2 separate regions of the Lactuca sativa genome follow, and region 1 is linked to region 2. A link is a contact called in public Hi-C data. All regions are on one chromosome and are shown on one strand. The core of a region is the stretch at or near the end of the contact, and the rest is flanking DNA. Distances in the headings are between cores, read along the strand shown. Region 1 holds the start of LOC111879852. Region 2 holds the start of LOC111879871 (two-component response regulator ARR10).

What was found. A called contact is a pair of places that touch in the nucleus more often than the background predicts.
Region 1: a Hi-C map of leaf shows a contact between it and region 2, with 5 times the contacts expected there. The contact joins the promoter of LOC111879852 here to the promoter of LOC111879871 in region 2. A contact is called at or near these places in 3 of 4 Hi-C or Micro-C datasets (leaf and seed).

What each region holds. Positions count from the first base shown.
Region 1 is chr2:221,282,179-221,287,390 of Lsat_Salinas_v11, reverse strand. LOC111879852 reads left to right here and starts at 1,885. Exons shown (of 5, transcript XR_006188588.2): 1 at 1,885-2,594; 2 at 2,886-3,371; 3 at 3,464-3,982; 4 at 4,059-4,194; 5 at 4,900-5,116.
Region 2 is chr2:221,127,266-221,132,579 of Lsat_Salinas_v11, reverse strand. It overlaps LOC111879871 (two-component response regulator ARR10), which reads left to right and starts at 2,437. Exons shown (of 5, transcript XM_023876303.3): 1 at 2,437-3,073; 2 at 3,175-3,251; 3 at 3,372-3,408; 4 at 3,566-3,665; 5 at 3,806-4,640. The coding sequence starts at 2,701. The coding sequence ends at 4,355.

The DNA of each region.
Region 1 (5,212 bases), core at 636-3,135, 160 kb before region 2:
ACACAGGCGTTACAGCATGCATGATGCATACTATCACACCACCCAAAATACGACACGTAGCACCATGCAAAAAGCGACATGTCACCCTCTTTCGACCAGATGCGTAACACACACCTTATCTATGTGCGTCGCGCACTCCAATTTAGCCTATATAAACCTTCAAAAATCAGCTCTTTCCTCACACCAGTCTTCCACATTCTCTCTGGAACACTTTCCACCCTTATTCCCTTTTACTCTCGAGTTTCCGACCCCTTCGACGAAGCCCTGCGGTGTTAGATAGCCGGTGAATAGAAGCTCCTGGGTCATAGTTCTACATGCTTAATTCCTAGTTTTTCATTAGTGTACTCTGTAAGTTAAGCTAAACTTATTTTTAGTGTAACTTTTAATTATAGTCATAGTCATTATTATGAACCTATAATTAAGATTTATCAGTGATTCTAAGTCATCATACCGACTGATCTACTTACGAGGATGATGTCTAGGTTAGATTTAGTGAGGGGGTTAAAGTGGATTTCCAAACAGTGTACTATGTATACCAAATAGACCTTACTTCCTTTATGATATTACCTAGTTGTTCCTTACTTGATAGATCTTGATGTAGACATTGGGATTAATGATGAATCTAGACTATCATTAGTCGCTAGGAATATTAAACTAAGACTTAGCAACAATCGTATCTAGGTCATGTCAGAGGAAAAGTCAATGCGTTTGGCAGAGTGCTGCCGAATTCTCCAAGTCACCTACCTAAGTTAAGTGAGTGCATAGTTACTTTCAGCTTACACATAGATATCAAGTATTTAATATGCTTTATTGGTCTATGTGTTTACTATATGCATTCATGAAAATGTGCTAAATGAGATAATGATTTTACTTGAAGTAATTATATATTTAATTTACCATACTTATATTGTATTGGCTAAAAAGGGTAGAGAGAAACCTTAAGAGACGAGATAGTAATTAGAAAGCTCACTAGACTCCCAAGCCTGACCCACTCAGTTTCTTTGTATCACAGGTACCAATGCGAAGGTACTGATAGATAATGTAATTATCTGCTAAGAGATTCAAGGAGACGTGGATCGTTAGAATATTAAGAATTTGTAAGTCTCTGTTTATGCTTATGTTTCTTGTTTAGTTATGGCACCCCCAACCTTAATAAGTTAATGGAAACATTTCTTCGAAAATACTTTTATGGGACCAAAATTTTGCATTAATGAATAAACTCTTTATTCAATAAACATAATCAAATCGATCTTTTCTGGCCGTGAAAATGAGGATGTCACAGTTGGTATCAGAGCACTAGAATGCATTAAGGAATGTGCCTTAATTGCTATTATATGCTAAATGATTTATATGATAGCATGCCTTAGGTTGCTTATCTAAATTGTTATTAGGTTTAAGGTTTGTTGCTGACTTAGAATTAGGAAATTTTATGTGTTCAAGTTTCTAAACGTTTAATTATGATATTAGAATTGACATATAACTTTTCGGAGTAATAATGAGTATTACGCGTCTAAACCTTCCTTATATATATTCTCGTCTCGGTATACTGAACGCCTGCTTTGGTGTTAAGAATATCATGATAAGGACTTATAGCCGACTGAACAAATGGAGGAAATGAGAAAGCTTATGATAGTGAATCATACCTATCAAAAGATATTATAAAAATTAAATCTTGCCTTTAGAATATATATGATAAATAAACCGTGTCAAATAATGAAACTTTTCTAAAGTAACAAAAAAAAGTTTACATGTAGAAAATTGACTGATTTGAATTTTATATCCGATAATCGAAACTTTTTATTAATAAAATAAAATTTAAAACTTCTTCATAAATCAAACCAAAATATTTAGTTGTTGTTGTTGTTTTTTTTTTTTTTTTTTTTTTTTTTTTTTTTTTTTTAAATTTCTCAAATGCTTTTAATAATATAAACCATTTTATTAAAATGGGTATTTGCGATTCCGAACGGAAGCCCAGCCCAACATCAGGTATAGGAGTTTGCCGTCGAGGCCAGGGCATCAGACCGGACCAAAGAAAGAGGAGAGCGAACTGAGGGACGGATTCCAGTGACTTCACTTCCGGCGTCGACCTACGCATCTCTCTCAGCTTTTTACTGCACAAACGAAGAGCGGAATCGTAGAAAACGAAAATGGTGAAAAAAGAAAATCCAATTGCAGAAGTAGATGAAGACGAAGAAGATTTTGATGATGAAGAAGAAGAAGAGGAAGAACCAGTAGACTCGCAATCAAGAATGCGGGATGAAAGGGCGACAATGGAAGGATTTCTCCGGAGAATGTCATCTGAAAGAGTTCCGTTGAGAGTCCACGACGTGATAATCAAAGGAAACAACAAGACTAAGGAGTCCTTAATCGAAGCCGAGGTCCAAGCCCTAAAGACCGCCACCTCAGTCCAGGAACTGCTTCAGGCAGCCACTATAGCTAATGCGCGGCTTCAGAAGCTCGATATATTTGATTCCGTAAATGTTACGCTTGATTCAGGTCCGCCTGACTTGCCTGGGACTTCTAACGTCATAGTTGAAGTTGTGGAGTCCAAAAACCCTATCACTGGTGATATTGGCATTTTCACCAAGCCTGAGGTACATTCCGTTTGTTTCCACTTAGTTATGTCTCTGATAGATCATCAATGTCTTCTTAATTCCTATTTCATCTCCAACAATTAATCACAAATCGTGAAACGTATGCCACTGATTTTGATCATGTTTAAATCAGAAATAGTCACTTTTGATGCTGCAATTAGTCATATACTCATATACATGATTAAGTTTAAGTATAATATACATTTATCCACCTGCAGATGAGATGAGACTGTACCATTAACTCTATAAGACGTTGTTTATTGATATGCATTTGTTTAACTTGATTTGTAGGCTAGATCATGGTCAGTTGAGGGTTCACTGAAGCTTAAAAACATGTTAGGGTATGGAGATATATGGGATGGTTCTTTATCTTATGGGTGGGACCAAACATCAGAAGTTAGCACTGGTGTGGCTTTACCAAGATTCATGAAACTGGTGAATCCTGTTATGGCTCGTGTATCTCTTCTTTCTCAAGATTGGCTAAAGTTTTCCTCTTATAAAGAACAAGCAATGGGGTTATCTCTTGGCTTGATATCAACCAGGAAGCATGACTTAGCATATAATCTGTCATGGCGCACCTTAACCGATCCATCACAAAGGGCTTCTGTGTCTGTAAGGAGACAGCTTGGACATAATTTGCTCTCACATTTGAAGTACACTTTTAAAATCGATAAAAGGAACTCACCTCTTAGACCAACTCGAGGCTTTGCTTTTGTTTCCACTTCTCAAATTGGTGGCCTTTTTCCTGATTATCGCAGTGTTCGTTTTATCCGCCAGGTTTTCTGCTCCTTCATGCCTTTTATTTATTTATTTTTTATTTTCTGTAGTAGGGCTAAAAAACAAATTTAGTCTTTTTAAAATTTCGACAGGAGTTTGATCTTCGGTATGCTTTACCTTTGGGTTTTGCTCGAGCTGCATTAAACTTTGGGGTTGCTGGTGGTGCTGTATTTCCATGGGGAAATGGATTCCTAACCACATCTGTATCTCTACCCGATCGATTCTTCTTGGGTGGAAACTCTTCTCCTGTTTGCACATTAGGAGGCCCAACATCATTACTGGGCTTCAAAACTAGAGGATTGGGCCCAAGTGAGCCAAGACGCCAAGTCCAAGACAAATCCAACAAGGAATCAGGATCTGACACCTGTCCCGAAAGAGACTTTCTTGGCGGAGACCTTGCTGTTACTACCTTTGCAGACCTTTCTTTTGATCTCCCATTGAAAGTCCTCAGAGATTCCAATATTCATGGACACGCGTTTGCTTGTGCGGGAAGTCTCGTCAAATTAACCGAAAGTTCATTTCGTGATCTCTCCTTTCAGAAATACACAGACTCCTTCAGAAGCTCTGCTGGGTTTGGGCTTATTGTACCCACCAAATTGTTTCGTATGGAGGTACATTTATTTATTTATTTATTTTGTATATTAAGTCGTTCTTTCTGTATTAAGTTGATTTTTTTTAATCGTTCAGGTGAACTATTGCTACATATTAAGACAACATGAACATGACAGAGCAAAGACTGGAGTGCAGTTTAGCTTTTCTTCACCGTTGTAGAATCAACCTTGATATATTTCATTGCCACCAATCCTGAGTTGACACTCGACAGGTATATTTTTTCAGTTCAAAAAAAAAAAAAAGACAAGTTTGATTAATAATATTCAACCTCAATCCTCTCATAAAATCAGTCAGCCTTTATAAACATTCTAGAGGTTTTGGCTGTTGCTTTATCATGTTCATGTCAAACAGTAACGTAGTTAAATCATTTGTTTTTGTTTTTGTTTCTTTCCTGATGTCTTATTTTAACTTATATGGTCAAAATTTGAAGGCATAAATTTGTCAAACCTAACCCTGCACTATTGCACATCACTGCTTGTGATTGGTACTTGGGAATTTGTGGGTTGACAACGTTGTGGACAATGTCCAACGATTTGGTTTACTTGAAGGGACCCCATTGTCGCATAGTTAACTTGTAACGTACAAGTTAATTAACTACCACTTTGGACAAAGCTGACTCGCTGCTTGGTGGGACCTTTTCTTGTTACCACTCACAACTTGACTATTGGTTTATTTTCCCATGATTAAAATCTGTTGATTAAAGTCGATTATAAAAAGGATGTGATCTAACATTGTACAAAGTAGAAACCATCTTTTATATTCTTCGAATCAGTGTTGGGATTTTAAAAATCATTAACCCATAATTACGGCTATTTGTTAAAAATGACCAATGATTTGTGACGTTAGCCTTGATATGTTATATAAAGATTCGAGTTCATGTTGATATGATGGAAATTTGAAATGTTTGCAATTGCAGTGAACTTGTTTTCATCAAACAACACGCTGATGTTTAGATAACATGTGAGAAGGAGATGAGGCTTTTTGGTTTTTGTATTCAAGTTGATGTTATTTCTAATAAATAACTGATTTTTTTTTTGATTCAATTACTATTGTTATTTCTAATAAATCTATAGAATATTTGAATTTTTGTTTTGGTATATTGGTTTCAATATATAGTTATGATAATTCGAGTATGTCGAACTAGTTTTTGGATTTTAGTTAATATTGTTATTTATGATAAATTCATCAAATATCTAAATTATTTTAATATGCTTGATATTTTGCATTTT
Region 2 (5,314 bases), core at 1,188-3,687:
TGGGATTACGTTGGGCGTACTCCAGTCTCCCATCTTCTAAATTCCGTAACTTTCGCATACGGGCTCCGTTTTTCGCGTTCTTTATATCCACGCGTAGGTGAGATTATGCTCTACAACTTTCATTTAGACTCCGTCGGCTAGTTTTGACTTTATTTTTAATGATATATTTTTAATAGGCCGGGACTCCTAAAGTCCGTTAAAAATTCATAGTTTCTTTATTCGACGTCGGTTTTCGTTTGTCTTTTTATCATTTTACTCCTATTGTGGAGATCTTCAACTCTCATTTAGGTTGCGTTAGCTAAATAACACTCGATCTTCAATTCGAGTTTTTAGCCCTCTACTACTGTTACGAAACTCTGGAAATTCGTAACTTCTTCATACGAGGTCCAAATTGGGCGATCTTTTTATATATGTTTACAGTTTAACGAACTCTACATCTTTTGTTTAGATACTAAAGGCAAAAATGCATTTTATTGAAATTTCACTTTTTACGTTAAATAGCGTTTTAACGGTGTGTCGTAAATAAACGATTGATTATAATTTCTTCAATATAACCCGGTTTTGAACGTTCTTTACGTTTTTGGAAACCTTGGCACGATATCTAATATTTGATGCATCCCAACTTAGATATTTGAACACTTTATTTTTGAGGTTAATTTAGTTGATTCCAAATAGTTTTCGTTGTATTTGACATTTGAGCGTTACACTGCTTTTGGAAAAGTATAGGGTTGTCACAATCACCATCATCGATAATCAATAAAAATCCACTTCATATCATTCATTCAACATCGATTATCAAATAAAACTTCAAAATTGAGGTTAGAAAAAAATCAAATCGTTTTTTTTTTTGAAAAATTTCATATAATTCTCTATCAATCTACTCTTTTGTAAGATTTAAATAGTCAAAATATCATGTTTTAACATTTTAAAAAAAAGTTAAATTGTATGCACTCCAACTGTTTGATGAAATGCATAAACTAAATTACCACGTTATATTCATATATGAATATGTTTTCTCAGTATATGATTATTAAAACAAAAAAACAAATATGCAAGTCTGTATGTTATTCATCTGTGAATAACATATAAAAATTATATATATTTGTGAAAATACCTTGTAATATTCATATGTGAATATACTGTGTAATATTCATAAGTGAATATATCATCTAATATTCACAAATGAATATACTATGTAATATTCACATGTGATATACCATGTAATACTATGTAATATTCAGATATGAAAATATTATCTAATATTCATAAGTGAATATAACATCTAATATTCACAAGTGAATATACTATGTAATATTCATAAGTGAATGCATCGTCTAATATTTAAATATGAATATACTATGTTTATTATATGTTATATTCATATATGAATGATATTTAAAATGTAAAAAAAAAATTAATCATAGTTTTTATTCATAACTGAATAACGAATGTACTGTAGTAAAAACTTGATTCATTTTTATTCACTTATGAATAACGATAGCTGAAAATATTAAAAAAAAATATAGTTTATCTTAAAACTATATCAATATGGATGTCTATTTGTAGAGAATAAAAAATCATGAATTTTGGTATATTTAAAATCATTTTTCGATAAAAAATAGCTTCTTAAAAATTAAAAAAAAACGAAAAAACAATGTTTTTGTATATATTAAGGTAATGATTATCATAGTTTAAGGAAACATGTTTTGTTGGAAAACACATGCCTATTCCTTTCCAATTTCTGCTGGTACGACGGAGGCTTTTGCGGCAAAAATAAATGAGTGGCTGAGAATGATTCCCCTATTCTTAACCTTTTTTCTCAATTGAACCCTTCTATATATATATATATATATATATATATATATATATATATATATATATATATATATATATATATATATATATATATATATATATATATACTAGTTTATAACGCGTGGGAACCACGGTTGTAAAATTAATTAAACTTTTATTTTAAATAAATTGTTAATTTAAGAGATATTTTTTAGTTATGTGAAATTATAATCGTTGATTCAAATAAATATGTAAAATTAATTTTTAATATATATTAAACATTTTTTATTTGTGGATTAATGAAAACATTAATATAAAATTTAAAATTTAAAATAAAGAATAAATGCATTGACAAATAGCATCACATTAATGAGGATGTCTAAAAAAGTTAAAATGGAGAACTAAGATATTGACAAGTGGCAACACATTAATTAAGAGGTCTAATATGATGACACATGGCAAAAGAACTACTCTTTTATTAGTATGTATATATATATATATATATATATATATATATATATATATATATATATATATATATATATATATATATAATATATATATATATATATATATATATATATATATATATATATATATATATATATATATATATATATAGAGAGAGAGAGAGAGAGAGAGATTAATATTTGATAGATTGATTGATTTATCTAGGGCAAGGTTTTTTTTCTTTCCAATTCTAGCAAACTTTTGCTTGCAAGAGCTCAGCTAATTAAGCTGCTATATATCTTCCACAGAATAAGTTCCAACTACTTGTCCTCTCAACTTCTGAGTGTGTGTGATCTGGAAAGAGAACAAAACCATGTCTATATCTAGTTAGCACCACACACGCCCAACAGCGGCTCTATTAATCCCTATACCTTCAACTGTTTCTTCATCTTTTCCATGGTGGATCAGAACCCCAAAATAGAAATGAAGAAAAGTGGCGACTTTGATGAAAAAGATGCACAGGATGCTTACCCCACAAAGCAAAACCCGACTTTTCATGATGTCGAACAAGAAGATTATGATATGGATGACGATGAAGGTGATGAATCGTCACAAGAGGTTGACCATGATTCTACTGGTGGAAGCGGACTCAAAAATGGATCGACATCCAGCAACAGCACAGTGGAGGAGACAAGTGATAAGAAAGCTAGCGGGTCAGTCACAGGATCAGTTAGACCATATGTTCGCTCCAAGAATCCCAGGCTTAGGTGGACACCTGATCTTCATCTTCGATTTGTTCATGCTATTGAACGACTGGGAGGTCAAGAAAGTTAGTATAAATGACTTTAATTTATTTCATATATTTATGTTTTTGGTTTAATTATTTAATGGAACTTAATGTGTTTTTCAACTTTGATTTTGATGGTGCAGGAGCAACGCCAAAATTAGTTCTTCAACTAATGAATATCAAAGGCCTTAGCATCTCTCATGTCAAGAGCCATCTTCAGGTACTTATATTAATTTGTTTCATTCAAGAAAAATAATACCTTTTGCAGCATCAACCGGTTAATTTTGTATATTATTCTGAATATATATACAAATTTGAGTTTCTTGGTTTGTTTCATCAGATGTATAGAAGCAAGAAGATCGACGATCCAGATCAAGGTATACATAATTTCAAATTCATAGATGGTGGAAAATAAGTTTGTTGTTAATTAGGGTTTCTTAATTAAAAAGATTAAAAATCTAACTCTAAACCACTTAAGAAATCAATCATAATATGAAAGTAAGTAATGAGTTATTTTTTTGTTAATTATTTCAGAACAAGGGCTTCTTAGTGAGGGTGATGATCACCATACGTACAACCTTAGCCAACTTCCAATGCTCCAAAGCTATAATCGGAGATCACTTTCCAATCTTAGGTATCGTCTATTCTTCAAAACGTCATAATTTTTAATTATAAAACGAATAAATTGTGAGCTAGTTGATCAATGCAGAAATGCTAAAACTAATAGCGACTTTTACTGATTCCGTTTTACTACTGTTCTATTTCCATTTTTAGATATCAAGATGGTTTATGGAGTCCACAAACGAACCTAAATTATAACGCTTCCATGACCGGATTAAACCACGGGGTTTATGGTTCATTGGCGGAGAAGATTCTCGCAACCAACAACATCAGGAATTGTCATTCGAGCATAAACCAAGATCACGATAGATGGAGAAGCTTCCGAAGCAACAGCATCGAAGAGTTCCAGATTGGATTATTCAAGAATCCTTATGGGTTATCAATGGCTAATCAAATTAGAAGAACCACTCAGATGGACACAAATGTGATGGTCAGAGATCAAGACCAAGAGAAAAGGTTACTTAAAAGGAAGGAGATTGATCAAGAATCGGAACATCTTGATTTGAATCTCTCATTAAAAGTCAGGAACCCGAGAGAAGTGAAACATACGAACAGTATAAAGAAAAATGATGAATTTGATGAGAACAACTTATCGTTATCATTGGTTTTGCCTACTTCTACTTCAAATTCTAGTAGTATTAAAAGGTCAAAGCATGCAAAAACAATGGGCGGTTGCAGTGCATCTCTTGATCTAACTTTGTGAAAGAGACAAAGATTAAGTGAGATTTTGCAGTACTTTTGTCCCAGAAAACATTGCACAGATTACTATTAACTTGTTTATTATATATATATATATATATATATATATATATATATATATATATATATATATATATATATATATATATATATATATATATATATATATATATTACTGGCACTAGTGGTCTAGTACTTCTACTAGTGTTAATTAAAAGTTTTTTTTGTCTTCAACCAGGGTGTGTCATATATTTTTTTAAGGATCTCAAAGATCATCCAATTAAAATTAGTCAAGTATAGCATAGCATGTAGATAGTTTTTTTTGAATATGTTGTAAGTTGAAATTTGAAATTTATAATTTATTAAGTCTTTTTTGAAGGCAGAAGAATTTATTATTATCAAGGAGCTCGAAAAAAACATTACAAAGTAAACAAACCTAGAATTAAGCTTTCAAGTCAACCAACCAAATTCATTTTATGTTTCCTACTTGGCTACTCCTATTTCAAGTACAAAATAAAGACTACATAACAATTTCTGAAAAATGAATATTGTTTTTCGGCCTGACATGTTGGAACAAAGCAGCATTACGAAACCTCCAAATAATAAAAAATGCAATAAGGACAACTTAAACACTTTCTTGAAGACTACCTGATTTTATACGATTTTCCTATGAAACGTCGACCATAGAAAGAAGATTGTGAAGATCAATAGATCAACCACCGCGAAGCAACATGTTCCAAAGCACCATAGTAAATTCAAGATTAACAAAAAGGTGATCTCTTTGCTTCTAGATTATATCCCAAACTGGGCAATGGTGAGGAGTTCGAAGATTTCTTAATATATTGGTCCAGCGACACTCTATGTATCAAATTAGGACGCAATGATATTGAGGGAGACGCATAGTCGATAATGCATGGTGGGTAGGTCAAAGAAAATAAAGAGACACTTTATGTACAACTTATA